Linked DNA regions of Rattus norvegicus: region 2 is linked to region 1. The links are chromatin contacts, called in public Hi-C maps. All regions are on one chromosome and are shown on one strand. The core of a region is the stretch at or near the end of the contact, and the rest is flanking DNA. Distances in the headings are between cores, read along the strand shown.

Region 1 (7,170 bases), core at 1,573-4,072:
GAGAGAGAGAGGGAGAGAAGGAGGGGGAGAGAGAGAGTCAGACAGACACAGTGCTCCTTCTGGAATTCAGTATCACGTGTTAGCCTCACACTCACACTCTGCCTCCCGATTGCTGGAATTATAGGCGAGAGCCAGCAAGTCCCGGTTAAAAACCTCTGGCCCCCTGCTGTGGCTTACTCAAAGTGGGACGTGGAGTGGCACAGTTTGACAGTCACAGCTTTCCCTTACTCCCTGACCCGCAGAGAGTGTGAGCCACCCCGAAGAGGCGAGCCCGGAGGAGCAGCCTGAGGAGGCGGGCGCCGAGGCGAGTGCGGAGGAGGAGCAGCCCAGGGAGGAGGAGGAGGAAGAGACAGAGGCCGTGGAGTACCTTGCCGAGTTGCCTGAGCCACTGCTGCTGCGCGTGCTGGCAGAGCTGCCCGCTACGGAGCTAGTGCAAGCCTGCCGCCTGGTGTGCCTGCGCTGGAAGGAGCTGGTGGACGGCGCCCCACTGTGGCTGCTCAAGTGTCAGCAGGAGGGGCTGGTGCCTGAGGGCAGCGCTGATGACGAGCGGGACCACTGGCAACAGTTCTACTTTCTGAGCAAGAGGAGGCGCAACCTGCTGCGTAACCCGTGTGGGGAAGGTGAGGGCCACACAGTTGGATGCCCACTGTCCCTTCTAGAAAACCGCCCTCGGTGCCAGCCCGCTTCAAGGTTAAATGATATGAAGCACTTGGTGCAAGGTCTAGCCTGGAATATCCCTCTTCTTCCTTGGGTATCTCTTCCCAGGGCATCCACTCTCAGTGAACTAGGGCAAGACAGGTCCTGTGGACACTGAGTCTGGGGTAGAATGGAGGTGCCTACATTCCCGTCACTCGTCGTCTGCCCACTGAGACCTTGAGAAAGTACCCATGCCCACTCTGACTCCCAGTGCCAGAGCAAGAGCCAGCCTCAAGCAAGGGGCTGTGTGACCAGGGTGGGGCTGTCGTATCCCTACAGAGGACTTGGAGGGCTGGTGCGACGTGGAGCACGGTGGGGACGGCTGGAGAGTGGAGGAACTGCCCGGAGACAGTGGGGTGGAATTTACCCACGACGACAGCGTTAAGAAGTACTTCGCCTCCTCCTTCGAGTAAGAAGGGGCAAGGGGGAGTGGGAGGGGAAAGCGGGGCCCACCGGGTCCTGACGCCTGTTCCCCCAGGTGGTGTCGCAAAGCGCAGGTCATTGATCTGCAGGCTGAGGGCTACTGGGAGGAGCTACTGGACACCACCCAGCCCGCCATCGTGGTGAAGGACTGGTGAGCAGCTGTTAGGGTGGGTTCGGGACTGGAGGGGAAGGGGAAATGGTGGTAGTGGAAGGATTGGCCCTTTGCCACACTTGCAGTGTCGTGGCCACGTGGGACACGGGTCTGCAAGGGTTGGCAACGGGTGGGATGCTATTCCTCCCTTGAGTTTAAAATGTTAGCGAACAGGTTGTGCATATGCCCGCGTTTAAGTCAAGGCAAGGATATTACTAATAACTTAAGGCTTGCTTACCTCCTACGTGTACACACACACACACACACACACACACACACACACACACACACACACACATTCCTATTTGTGTCCGTGTGACCGTCCCTACAATGTGTACCCCCTAGGATGGATTTGGTTCCAAGGTTTGGTCTGGCTCATTTTGAGCTTGGCTCTGCAGGCCCAGCCTCCTCTTCTCTGTGGCCACAGCTTCTTTATCTGTGAAATGGGCACACTGCGGGACACTGGCCCGGCAGGGATGTTGGGTTGGGCCTAAGAGATCTCTGGCAGAGTGAGGCTCTGAGCAGGTGGGCCCTGTGTCCCGCACTCCCCTGCAGGTACTCGGGCCGCACGGATGCCGGCAGCCTGTATGAGCTCACTGTGAGGCTGCTGTCGGAGCATGAAGATGTGCTGGCGGAGTTCAATACGGGACAGGTGGCTGTGCCAGAGGATGGCAGCTGGATGGAGGTGATCCTGCTGGGCCGAGGGGGCAGGGATGGGACATTCCGGGTGGAGCGTGTGGAAACCCCATCCGCAGCGTTTGGACGCTGAGAGTGTGGTCCCCGTTAGCCCACAATCAGAGCTAGGGTCGAGGCGCTGCGCCCGAGTGGGACGGCAGGGGACAGCCTTAGACCCCTGAGGCTGACGCGGTACCTTTTCACCCCCAGATCTCCCACACTTTCACCGACTACGGGCCAGGCGTCCGCTACGTCCGCTTCGAGCACGGAGGGCAGGACTCGGTCTACTGGAAGGGCTGGTTCGGGGCCCGGGTGACCAACAGTAGCGTGTGGGTGGAACCCTGAGGGACCTCCCCTATCCCCACCATCTGCCCTCTAGGGCAGAATCCTGGAGTAGAATGGCCTTAATTTAGTTGGTAGCGTCCTCACCTGCCTCGTCTACGCCTTGCACCTGCCTCTCTCCCGCCCCTTCCTCCAGTCTGGTCCCCGAGGGGAGAGAAGGATTTGTTGCTTTTACTGTGGGATGGCTTCCATTTGCATCCCCATGGGCAGTCGCTTCTAGAATGTACGATCCGATCCGAGGGGGGAATGGGGCTGCTGCTGGATCCCGCGCACCTAGCATTGTGCCTGCCTCAGAGTGGGCACTCAATAAATATTTGTCCAAAGAAGGCAACAATGGAAGCGCAGATGAATGGACATCTCCCGCCTCCTCATCGCTCTCGGTCTCCCCAGGGTCCCTGGCCCGGCCTGGAAAAGTACTTGGTGGCAGTCCAGCTGCTCCGGTTTCCAGGGGCTCTTGGGTTGGTGTGGGGCCAGCTGAGCCTGTGCAGACCAGCGGACAAAGGCTAGGATTGTGAGTCTGAGGAGGGGCTGGCTGAGCCTGGCGCCTGAGGACATCCAAGCTGCCCAGAATCCACAACAGGGCTTGGTAAAGGAGTGTGGGGTGCCTGCCCAACTGTCCCTCTTGGCCCAGTAGTTAGGCTATGTCTTGCTGCGTTGTTCCTACCCCTCTCTGGAGCAGTTTGGCAGGGACCCCAACAGGTCTGGATACACATTCTCTTGGGCCTAGAGATGAAGGCTGTGGCGCGCGCGCGCGCGCACACACACACACACACACACACACACACACACACACACACACACGACACTGGGAGGAAGAATCTTGGCTACTCTTCTTTTTTTTTTTTCGGAGCTGGGGACCGAACCCAGGGCCTTGTGCTTCCTAGGCAAGCACTCTACCACTGAGCTAAATCCCCAACCCCTTGGCTACTCTTCTTATTCATCTCTGATTCATATTAACTTTCCTGGCCAGGATAGTATTGGTTTTATCTACAAGCTGGCTCCCTGCACCATACTGCTGTGGGAAGAGTGTGTTAAGCTGTAGGTTTAGGCTACTTGCTTTCTAGCATCCCAGCTCCTTCCCAGAATGCTCCATGGCTGACTGGGGGTGAGGAGAGGTCTTGTCACTGGTATTCTAATATAGCAACACACACACACCCACCTCCCGCTCTGCTTTCATCTTTTATTCGGAGGTTTGGTGCCACCTGCTGGTGAGGTGGGGCAGTCGCTTGAGCTGAGGTTTGTTTGCCTTGGTGGTGCTGTGACCCTTCTGTCTAATTGCTAAGTCTCTGTGTTGGGTCTTCCGGGTCTACATGTGTGCGCGCGTGCGTGTGTGCGCGTGTGTATGTGTGTGTGTGACATGTGTTCTGGTGCCCCCCCAAAGCATCAGATCACCCGCATTTGGAATTACAGGTGGTTATGAGCCTGCCGTAACTGCTGGGACCTGAACATGATTCCTCTGGAATCACAGCAAGTGCTCCTAACCTCCAAGTCATCTCTCCAGTCCCACTCCAAACTCTCCAGTTCCCCGTTCACCCCAGTCCTTTCTAAAGGAACCCCAAGTCTGTGGTGAAGGCAAGGTCCATACCCACCTTAGTTGCTAACCATAAGGGAAGCAATTGGTGACCTTGGGCGCAGCATAGTGGGAGGAAGTGTGAACTCAGGAGCTCCTGGGCTGAAATAAATGTTAGGTCAGGTGGAGCTTTAGGGCAAAGGACTGGGATGTGTGTGTGTGTAGCCTACCTGTCTCAGAGGAGGGAGCCCAAAGCTCTGAGGTCAGCCTTTCTGCCTCTAGGCAAAAAAAAAAAAATGGCTTCTGGAGGGTCAGGAATCCACCAAAGAGCCCCGAGGGATGAAGGGTAGGGTGACAGTTAAATTCAGTGGGTCGGGAGACCAGCTGGCTGACTGAGATGTGGGAGTCAGGAGGTGGAGTGTGAGTTCTGGGGCATAGGGTGCTTACTGTCTACTCCGAGATGAACGGAGACTGCAAGTGGCAACCAGAATGAACATAGAAATACATTTCCCGCTGGGGAACTGCGGTCCAAGTTCATTCTTGTCAATTAACTTATTTATTTATTTTACGTATGTGAGTACACTGTAGCTGTCTTCGGACACACCAGAAGAGGGCATCAGATCTCATTACAGATGGTTATGAGCCACCATGTGGTTGCTGGGAATTGAACTCAGGACCTCTGGAAGAGCAGTCAGTGCTCTTTTTTTTTTTAAAGATTTATTCATTTATTATATATAAGTACACTGTAGCATCGGATCCCATTACAGATAGTTGTGAGCCACCATGTGGTTGCTGGGATTTGAACTCAGGACCTCTGGAAGAGCAGTCAGTGCTCTTAACCACTGAGCCATCTCTCCAGCCCCCGCAGTCAGTGCTCTTAACCACTGAGCCATCTCTCCAGCACCTGACCCCTCCAAAGTTCATTCTTAATCCTCAACTGGGTAGAACCCACCCTGGAGGGCAGAGAGGAGGCTCATAGGGGAGCTGAGGTCAGCGTTCCTCAAGGGAAATTCCATGCGTCGGCCAGCAGGTGGCACCCAAGGGCTCATGTGTATGTGTGTGTGTGTGTGTGTGTGTGTGTGTGTGTGTGTGTGTGTGTGTTCTCTCTCAGTTCTCTTTTTAACAAGTTTAATATGTATCGAGTTTCTACTATGTGTCAGGCAGGGATCTCAGTCAGTCTCTGCTGGAATGCGCACTGTAGAGGAGAAACAGGATTACAAACAGTCAAATAAAGCCAGTGGTCAGCACTCCCCCTACACAGCAGGCGCCCTTTAAGAGCTTTGCATGTGTCAATGACTCAGAACAGCAGCAGAAGGTGGACAATTACTTACTTTGGTTTTGTTCGGTTTTTCTTTTTTGTCATCTCCCCCACTCCCCCACCTCCAACCCCAAGCTTTCTCTGTGTAACTTTGGCTGTCCCGGAACTCACTCTGTGGAGCAGGCTGACCTCAAACTCACAGAGATCCATCTGCCTCTGCTTCTTCTGGATGCTGGGATTAAAGGGGGTGAACCACCAATGTTCAGCGAAAATTAGTTTTTTTAATGTCTGGGCATGGTGATATATATCTTTAAACCCAACACTCTGGGGGCAAACTATCTGTGAGTTGGAGACCAATGTGATCTCTACACAGTGAATTCTAGGCCAGCCAGAGTTACACAATGAGACCCTGTCTCAAAACAATACAAGATAGAAAACCACAACCCCTCCCCCAGAAAACCCCAAATCAAAAACAATAGCAAAAAGGATAAAAAATTATTTTTTAAGGATTTATTTATCTTATGTATATGAGTACACTGTCGCTGTCTTCAGACACACCAGAAGAGGGCATCGGATCCCATTTCAGGTGTTTGTGAGCCACCATGTGGTTGCTGGGAATTGAACTCAGGTCCTCTGGAAGAGCAGTCAGTGCTCTTAACCGCTGAGCCATCTCTCCATCCCAAAAATTATTCTAAAGATCAATTTTTATTTCCCGTAAGTGTATGTGTATACGTCTCTTTGTGTATAAGCCGCATGTGTACAGGGACCCGAGGAGATCACCCGACCCCATGGAGAGGAAGTTACCATTAGTTGTGAGCCTCCTGATGTGGGTTCTGGAAACTGAACTTGAGTCCCCTGGAAGAACACCAAGTGCTTTTAAGTGCTGAGCCATCTCTCCAGTCCATGTTATTTCTATTTTTTCTTTTTTATGAGTGAGACAGAGCACAGACAAGCCGGGCAATTTCCCCGAGGTCACACAGTCCTCTAGCCCTTCACAGAAGGAGTCTACCCAGCTACTCAGGGACCTGGTCTCCACAGCATTGCCAACAAAGGAGGACTGAGGGTGACAGGGTTGCTTGGCCCAGGGCATAGGAAGGATCTCTGTGAAGGGACCTTTGAAGACAATGAGGAGGTCCCAGTCATACAGAGGCCTGGGAGAACAATGCCACAGAAGCAGCAAACACAAAGGCCCTGGGGTGGAAATGAACTTACGTACACACACATATCCCAGGAGAGCAGCCGGCACGCCTGGAGCAGTGGGCACACAGTTTGACATGAGCTTAGAGATGCAGGTGCTAGCCCTGAGGCTCTCCTGAGGACTCACTGTGCACTGTGCTACATGGTGTGAATACTCCAGGGAGAAGGGGCGATATGAGCTTCCTGTAGGGACAGGAAGTTGCTGGGAATGGGGGATTGGATAGCAGCAGTTTACAGACTTGCCCATGAAGTCACATTTCCAGAGAACACCAGATGACTGGATGGTAGCAGTGATGGATGGTGTTGTCACTGCAGCAGCAACAGGCACAGGCTAAGGACTCCTGTGCTGGTTTCCATGTAAGGAACTCGAGTCCAGGGTCTGGAGAGATGGCTCAGTGGTTAAGAGCACTGACTGCTCTTCCAGAGATCCTGAGTTCAATTCCCAGCAATCACATGGTGGCTCACAACTGTCTGTAATGGGATCCGATGCCCCCTTCTGGTGTGTCTGAAGACAGCTACAGTATACTCATAATCAATCAATCAATCAATCTTAAAAAAAAAAGAGCTCAGGTTCAGGGTAGGTGTAGTGGTGCACACCGTTAATCCCAGCACTTGGGAGGCAGAGGCAGGCAGAGTGCTGTGAGTTCCAGGCCAGCCTGGTCTACAAAGCCAGTGCAAGGCAGCCAGAGTTCTGTTACACAGAGAAACCTTGTCTCAATCCCACCTTCCCAAAAGAGCTCAGGTTTATCCCACCTGCTCACCAACCCCTTCTGGGAGACGCCCATGCATCATGTGTGTCAGTTACTGTTTTGTTGCTGTAACAAAAGACCTGACCAAGGCCATTTAAGGAGAGGAGGGGCTTGTTCAGGTCACAGTTGGAGAATACAGTCTTCCAAGGCATGGAGCTATCCAGCATGG
Region 2 (7,170 bases), core at 1,971-4,470, 280 kb after region 1:
TTTTTTTTCTTGAGGCAGAACCTCACTATGTAACTAAGGCTATCCTCAAGTGTGTGTGTGAGTGTTTGTGTGACTTACATGAAACTTTCTGCTTCATTCTCCCATGTAGGTATTACAGATCTGCCTGCCTCTGCCTCAGACATTTTTTGTTATTGGTCTTTTTTTTTTTTTTTTTTTTTTTTGAGACTGGGTTTCTCTGTGTAGCCCTATCTATCCTGGAACTCACTCACTGTGTAGACCAGGTTAGCCTCAAACTCAAGATCTGTCTGCCTTTGCCTCCTAAGTGCTGGGGTTAAAGGCACACTCCACCACGGCCTAGCTGCCTCAACTTTTTGAATTGCCCTAACTTTACACCTGGCTGCGGGCAACTACTGTCTTTTATTTTCCTCCCACTCCCTCAGTCTCCTTTATATGGGCCTCATCTTCCCTCCTCTTAGGCTGGAGGTCCTGTGCTCTTTACCAACACTCTCTCTAACCATCTGACCAACCCTATTTTATCTATAAGCCAATGATTTCCAAATATCTGTCTCTTTAGCCCAAGTCTCCTCCTTACCCCTGGCTGCTTTATCCAACTACCCTCTCCCATCTCCACTTGGAGCTCTAGCAGACATTAGGATGTCCAGAGTCGATCTGACTTCCCTCCAAGTCTTGCCTTTCTCCTCTGTGTGGCAGGACAACATCAACTGTACCCTTCCAGTGGCTCAGGCCAAACCTGATTGAGTCAAGCTTAATTCTGTGGTGTCTCTACCTAAGATCCAGTCCACTGGCCAACGCTGTCTACCTCCAAAGTCCATTCGGAACCTGGCTCACCTTCCTGTGGCCACCACCTCGATGCAAGCCACTGAACATCTTGCCTGGACTGCTCACGGCCTCTGACTTGGGCCTTTGTTTCCCACCCTTGTCCACCATGCTCATCTGTTAATCCCAGCCAGAGAGATTCTTTCAAACCATGACTCCATACTGCTGTTCACTGCCTTGCAATGGCTCCTGCGCCTCAGGGTAAAGACGTGCATGAGCCCAAAGGGCCTATACAGCCTGCAAGCCTGCCTACCCCTACCCAGACACGTCTTCCTCTCTTCTTCTACACCCCTGGACTGCTTCCCCCGTGCACACAGTGCATTTCTTCCTATTACGCAGGTGCTTTGGCCCTTGCGGCTCCCTTTACCTAGAGTTCTACTCGCAGGCATCCCATGACCAATTCCACCATCTCTCACTGCCATCATACCAATCAAACGACTTAAAGCAGTCACCTGTCCCCTTCTCTGCCCTGCGCCATGGCACTTACCACCTCTTACACCTGGTTACGCACTGCATCACACTTCAGTTAGTGAAGGACCAGACACACAATGGTCCCAAAAGACTGAAAGGGAAGATGGCAGAAAGACAGACTAAATGACGACGTTAGTAACTTACATAGTTGTCATACTATGCCTTCTTATTACGCATTGCCGTTTTTATTTTGAGTGGGTGCGTAAGAGTTTTGAGGACAGTTTTCATAAGTTGGTTCTCCCCTTCTAACCTATGAATCCTGGAGATCTAACTCAGGTCACCAGGCTCTGTGGTGGGGGCCATTATCTTATTTTGCCAGCCCACGCTATGGGTTTTTTTTTTTTTTTTTTTTGGTTGTTCTAAGAATTGTATTGATGTGTGTGTGCACATGTGTGCTGATGCCCGCCGAGGCTCCAGGAGGGTGTTGGATCTCATGAAGCTAAAGTTAAATGTTTGTCAGCATGGGTCCTGGGAACTGAACCTGGGTCCTCTATAAGAGCAATAATACACACACACACACACACACACACACACACACACACACACACACAGTTTTTTAGGTACAGTTGCCTTTGAGTTCCCATCTTTGGGGAAATCACAGGGATCAGCATATTGGACTGCAACAGATAAGCCTCAGCCTTTGAACTCCTTTGAGATCATGCCATCTCCCTTGCCAGGTAAGTATCAAGGTTTATTTATTTCTGTATTTTACGTATATGAATGCTCTGTTTGCAATGTATCCCGACATGCCAGAAGAGGGCATCAGATCCCATTTTAGTTGGTCGTGAGACACCATGTGTTTGCTAGGAAACTCAAGGCCTCTAAAAGAGCAGTCAGTGCTCTTAACTGTTCGGCCAACTGTAGGGGTATTTCCAGCTCCCTACCGTAAGAGATCTTAAAGGCTAAGCCGTGTCTTCAGTGGGTGAGTAATGTTCACTACCAAGCCAGAATCTTCACAACTTAAGGTTTCAAAGTACCCACAATACAGACAGTTTTGATCACCAGTCAAGCGGCCTACCTTAGTAAGGCGTCTTTGACACTTCTACAATTCCTACGGAAAGTGGCAGTTTCCAGTTCAGGCAACTGGGGACCTCAGAGCAGGAAACAGGCCGATTCTTACCTCCTGTGTAGAGAAAGGAGCCAGACAGGCCTCCAAAGTAGATGAGAGCCAAGTGCTCCAGTTTCAGGGTGGATAGGTAGTAGAGGTAAGCAGCACACACACAGCCCAAGGTGTAGAGGAAGACTCCAAATCGAACAACATCCTGGGGCTCCAAAATTCTGTCCACCAGAGTCCTGTCATCACTCTTTTTGTGGTCAATGCCCTTGGAAAAGTCATAGTAAGTGTTGACCAAATTGCCAGCCCCGTGCACAGCCAGGACGGCCACTGCACAACCCAACAACAGCCTGGGATCCAGGACACCCTGGGATCTGTAGGCCAAGGCACTGCCCAGGGCCACAGGAGTGAGTGAGGCACTGAAGCTCCAGGGTCTCAGGGCCAACACATAGGAGGCGCACTTCTGTCTCCAGGATCGTTCTGGAAGCCTGTCCTCCTCAGGCCAGTCGTTCCTCTGCTGGTCCGTGTCCCCGACCTGGGTCGTCTCTCCTGCCTGGATATTAATCTTCTCCCCCGGGGCCTGTACCGCAGCCATGGAAGCTACACGTGGCTAAACTCAATTCTAAAAGTGAGCCACTCACGGGAACCGCCCCGAGACGAAGATAGGCGGGACAGACTGGCCTGACCTTTGGTTCCGCCCCGGGGCAGGGTTTGGGGGGCGGTAAAAACTGGAGACAGCAACGAGGAGGCCATGCACCGTCACGGGGTCAGCGGCGCTGCCCGCTCACCTGTCACCTGAGCGAGACCTGTCTGGGGTCCCTTTCCCTGTGCCACAACTCAATAGCCGGCCTCGGCCCGCAACTTCCAGCGGGCCATCGGCGCCGCCATCTTGTGCGTCGGCCTCAGGAGGCCGGCCGGGAAACACAGGCCTGGGTGGGCAGGGCCGGGTGAAGGCCGGCGAGGGGCGTGATCAGAGAAGGGCGTGGTCAAAGGTCAGAGCGCGGGTTCTAAGAGCAAGCAAGTCACTGGAAAAAAACCTACTGTTTTAGCACTCCAAGAATTTCAGGGCGTGTCGCTTTGCGTTATACTGGGCAGGTTCACTTACTAAAATAAGAAATAAGACTCATTGTGAGGGAGAGATTACCCCCAATAAATCCTACTTTGGTCATAGTGTGCACATGCTGAGCTGGTGGTTCATCTCTGTGGTCCTACAAACTAACTTGGGAGATGACGACAGGAAGAGAATTCAAGGACAATCCCTTAATCCCTTATTAGATAGTGAGTTTGAGGTCAACCCAAGCTTCATGAGATTGTCTTTTTGTTTCTCAAGGCAAGGTTTTTCTGTGTAGCCCTGGCTGTCCTGGTGTCCCTCTGTACACCAGGCTGGCCTTGAACCCAGAGATAGCCTTCCTCTTGTCTCCTGAGAGCTAGGAGTAAAGGTGTATGCCACTACACCCTGCAAAAAGGAAATGGTGAAGAGGAAAGGGAAGAGGAATGGGAAGGAAATGGAGACGAGACGAGAGGAGAGACGGGAAGAAGAAAAAAGAAGGATTCATAAACAACGAGCTTGGAAAATGAAGTATGGTTACTATGTGATGGAATATGCATTTATAGCTGTAAAGAAGGAAAAGGAAGTTTTCTGTGTACTGAGATGTAAAGACCTACAAGATTTTTTTTGTTTTGTTTTTGGAGACAGGGCCAGGGCTGATGGCTCAGTGGCTAAGGTCACTGGGGTGCCCTTCCAAAGGAGCAGGGTTCGAGTCCTACCCCACCTAAGAGCTCACAACTCTTTGTATCTCCATTCCCAGGAGATCTGGCCCCTTCTTCTGGCCTCTAAAGGCACCAAGCCTGCATACATGCAAGATCACAGTAGATATACATGCAGGCAAGCCACCCATCGACATAAAATCCAGTAATAAAAAGACAGGGTACTTAGCCCAGGCTGTCTGGAAATTGGCAGTGTAGCCCATAATGACCTTGAAAGTCCGACCCAACCTTGAACTTCTTCCTGATTGCTGGTATTGCAAGCATCCACCCACACACGAGGTATTGTGTGTGGTGCTGGGGATTCCACACGCTAGGCAGATAATCTACCATCTCAACCCTACGCCTTGCAGGCTGTTGTGAAGTACCAGACACGGGAACTGAACCTGGGGCCTGTGAAAGAACACCAAGTACTCCACGAGTGAGCTTCCTCTCCACTACTTACTTTACATTTTACATTTTAATGTTACTTTGCTTCTTTAAACATTTCTTTGTTGGGGGTGTGGTGCACAAATGCTAAGTCGGAGGACCAGTCACAGGGCTGGGTTCTCCCCTTCCACCACCACGGCTCTGGGCTTTGAACTCAGGTCTTCAGGTTTGATGGCAAGTGCCTTTATCCCTGAGCTCCCTTGCTGGCCCTCTCTTACTTTTTTGACACAGCAGCAAATGTAGCCTGGAACTCAAGATCCTCCTGCCTCGGTTGTCTAAGCGCCAGGATTACAGATGTATAAATACTTGTTAACAAGGTATCCAATTAATTTCAAAATGTTTTTAAATTATAATATTGGTTTCTTATGCATCACACTGGAGAAATATCAAGTACACAGATATGTATGTATACATATATATATATATATATATATATGTATACACACACACACACACACACACACACACACACACACACACACTTGTGATTTTACTCTTTAAAAGGGGCTCAAGAAAAGACTCTCAGGACTGGTCTCTCCCTTTAACCTGATTTAGGAGGCAGTCCCTGGCAGCTCTTGGGTGTACCCTAACAAAATCAAATTTGCTTCAAATCGGTCTCGAAATTTCATAGTTGTCTCCTTTTCCCCCCGGCAGGATTAACAGGCCTCACTATGTAATATGTAACCCTGGCTGGCCTGGAACTCTTGAGATCCACTTGCTTCTGCCTCCTGAGAGCTGGGTCCTTGAATTGATTAAATACACAGACTGGAGGCGGGGAGCGTGTGTGTGTGTGTGTGTGTGTGTGTGTGTGTGTGTGTGTGTGTGTGTGCGCGCGCGTGCGCGTGTGTGCTGTGATCGGGCTGTAAAGTGAATTTAAAAAATTATTGAAAAAAAAAATGAAAAAAACACACTGTCGTTAGGCCAGGCACGGTGGCACACGCCTTTTAGCCCAGGCAAGAGGATCTCAGTGAGTTAGGGGCCAGCCTGGTTTCCATAGTGAGTTCCAGGACAGTCAGGGCTACCTAGTGAGACCAGGTGTCTCAAAAGACTGGAAAGAGAAACAATGTAAAATCAAGATGAGGCTGGGCATGGAGGTGAAAACCTGTAATCTCAGCTCAGATGAAGGGGCCGTGATGGGGGGTAGCGGGCCAGACAGAGGCGGGTCACAGCAGTCTGTATGAGGTCCTGAGAAATTCCTTTCCCCAAAGTCTGGCATTTAAACAAAAACCAGTATTCCCTTAGGAGCTTAAAGACAGGACCTACTTGCTAAAAAGAGTCTTATTCTGATTATCTCTGGCAAAAGGTGTGGCTGTCCATTAACATATGACTGAGGTGTGAAGTTAGCCTCCAGACTTCATCAGCCCCTCCTGGCAGCTCCCAGACTCCTTTTCTCCCAGGTACACATCCCATATAACCCTGGAGATCCATCCATCCACATCACATAAATCATCCACATGGCCACCCCCCACCCCACCCCCGCCAGCTTCTCTCTGCTTTCCCAAGAAACAGCCTTGGCAGTTTGAAATAAACTTTCCCCTTTTCCACCCATGGGGCAGCTTGTTTTGATTTCTTTGCTGCACCCAGTTCATTCCATTGGAAGCCAGCCTCACCTGGAACTCTACATAGCAAAGTTTTAGGGCAGTCAGGGATGTGTAGCAAGGCACTGTCTTTAAAAAAAAAAAAAAAGTTAGACATAGTGAAGAAAATGCAGTTTACAGAGGAACGCCTTATTTCAGGATAAATTACCTTAACCAAAAGTGACAAGGAAAAGGATTTAGGTCACCTGCCAATTTGGTTCCTTGGCCACCCATGAGCACCTATCTGGCACGTAGATATATTCTGAAATCTTATTTCTTCAACAATTCTTTTTACTGTACAACTAATAAGTGTGCCTTCCTCAAATCTCATTACATTTTAGTTGGCATTTCTCCAATTTAATATCTAGGAAGTGTATCAATGTCTTATAAAGCGTTGTCTAACTTGTACTTTGGGGCATTTTTCCTTTTTTAATTTTAAAACATTTAACATTTTTTAACTCATTGGAAATCTTTACCTTATTAGTATTTATCTGTATTATTATTAATAGCTTCACGTTTCTCTTAATATTAATGTATTTAATATTTCATTCAAATTCTTTTTTTTTTTTTTTTTGGGTTCTTTTTTTCGGAGCTGGGGACCTCTAGGAAGCCTTGCGCTTCCTAGGCAAGCGCTCTACCACTGAGCTAAATCCCCAACCCCTTCATTCAAATTCTTAACTCAAGCTTCTTAGGAATTTTCAGTGTGGAGTGAAACACTGATAAAAAATAAAGATGAAAATAAAAGATATGCTAATTTTTATTTGAAAACTTCTAATGATTGTCTGCGCACCACGTGTGCGACAGAGGCCAGAATAAGAGCATCAGGTTCCCCGGGACTAAAGATACAAGTAACTCTGAGTCACCATCTGAAAGCAGGTTTTCTGAAAAGGCAGTCAGTGCTCTTAAAAACTGAGCTATCTCTCTAGCCCAACCTTAAAATTTCTAATCCTCTAATCTCCACTTCCAGATTTCTGGAGTTGCAGGCGTGCGCTTAACACAGTGCTGGGGACTGAACCCACAACTTTCATGCTTATTGGGCAAGCACTATCGACTAATCTATCCCCAGCACAGGGTTTT

The links. Hi-C and Micro-C count contacts between places; a contact is called where the count stands out from the background.
Region 2: a contact with region 1 is called in a Hi-C map of Schwann cells, with 6 times the contacts expected there. The contact joins the promoter of Ubiad1 here to the enhancer-like site in region 1. A contact is called at or near these places in 9 of 12 Hi-C or Micro-C datasets (Schwann cells, frontal cortex, hepatocytes and 4 more) and 1 of 1 datasets of contacts at active chromatin or transcription factors (oligodendrocytes).

The regions. Positions count from the first base shown.
Region 1 is chr5:163,878,874-163,886,043 of GRCr8, forward strand. Fbxo2 (F-box protein 2) reads left to right here. Exons shown (of 6, transcript NM_053511.2): 2 at 243-620; 3 at 976-1,105; 4 at 1,175-1,270; 5 at 1,826-1,955; 6 at 2,156-2,635. The coding sequence ends at 2,290. Among named protein-coding and RNA genes, the nearest start is that of Fbxo2, 6.4 kb to the left of the region's middle. Within about 2 kb of position 2,823, at least 42 of the 93 cell types and tissues checked have an H3K27ac peak or open chromatin away from gene starts, as enhancers often do. A contact at or near this core is called in Schwann cells and prefrontal cortex, where this site is marked.
Region 2 is chr5:164,160,180-164,167,349 of GRCr8, forward strand. Ubiad1 (UbiA prenyltransferase domain containing 1) reads right to left here and starts at 3,221. Exons shown (of 2, transcript NM_001107993.1): 1 at 2,390-3,221. The coding sequence starts at 2,918.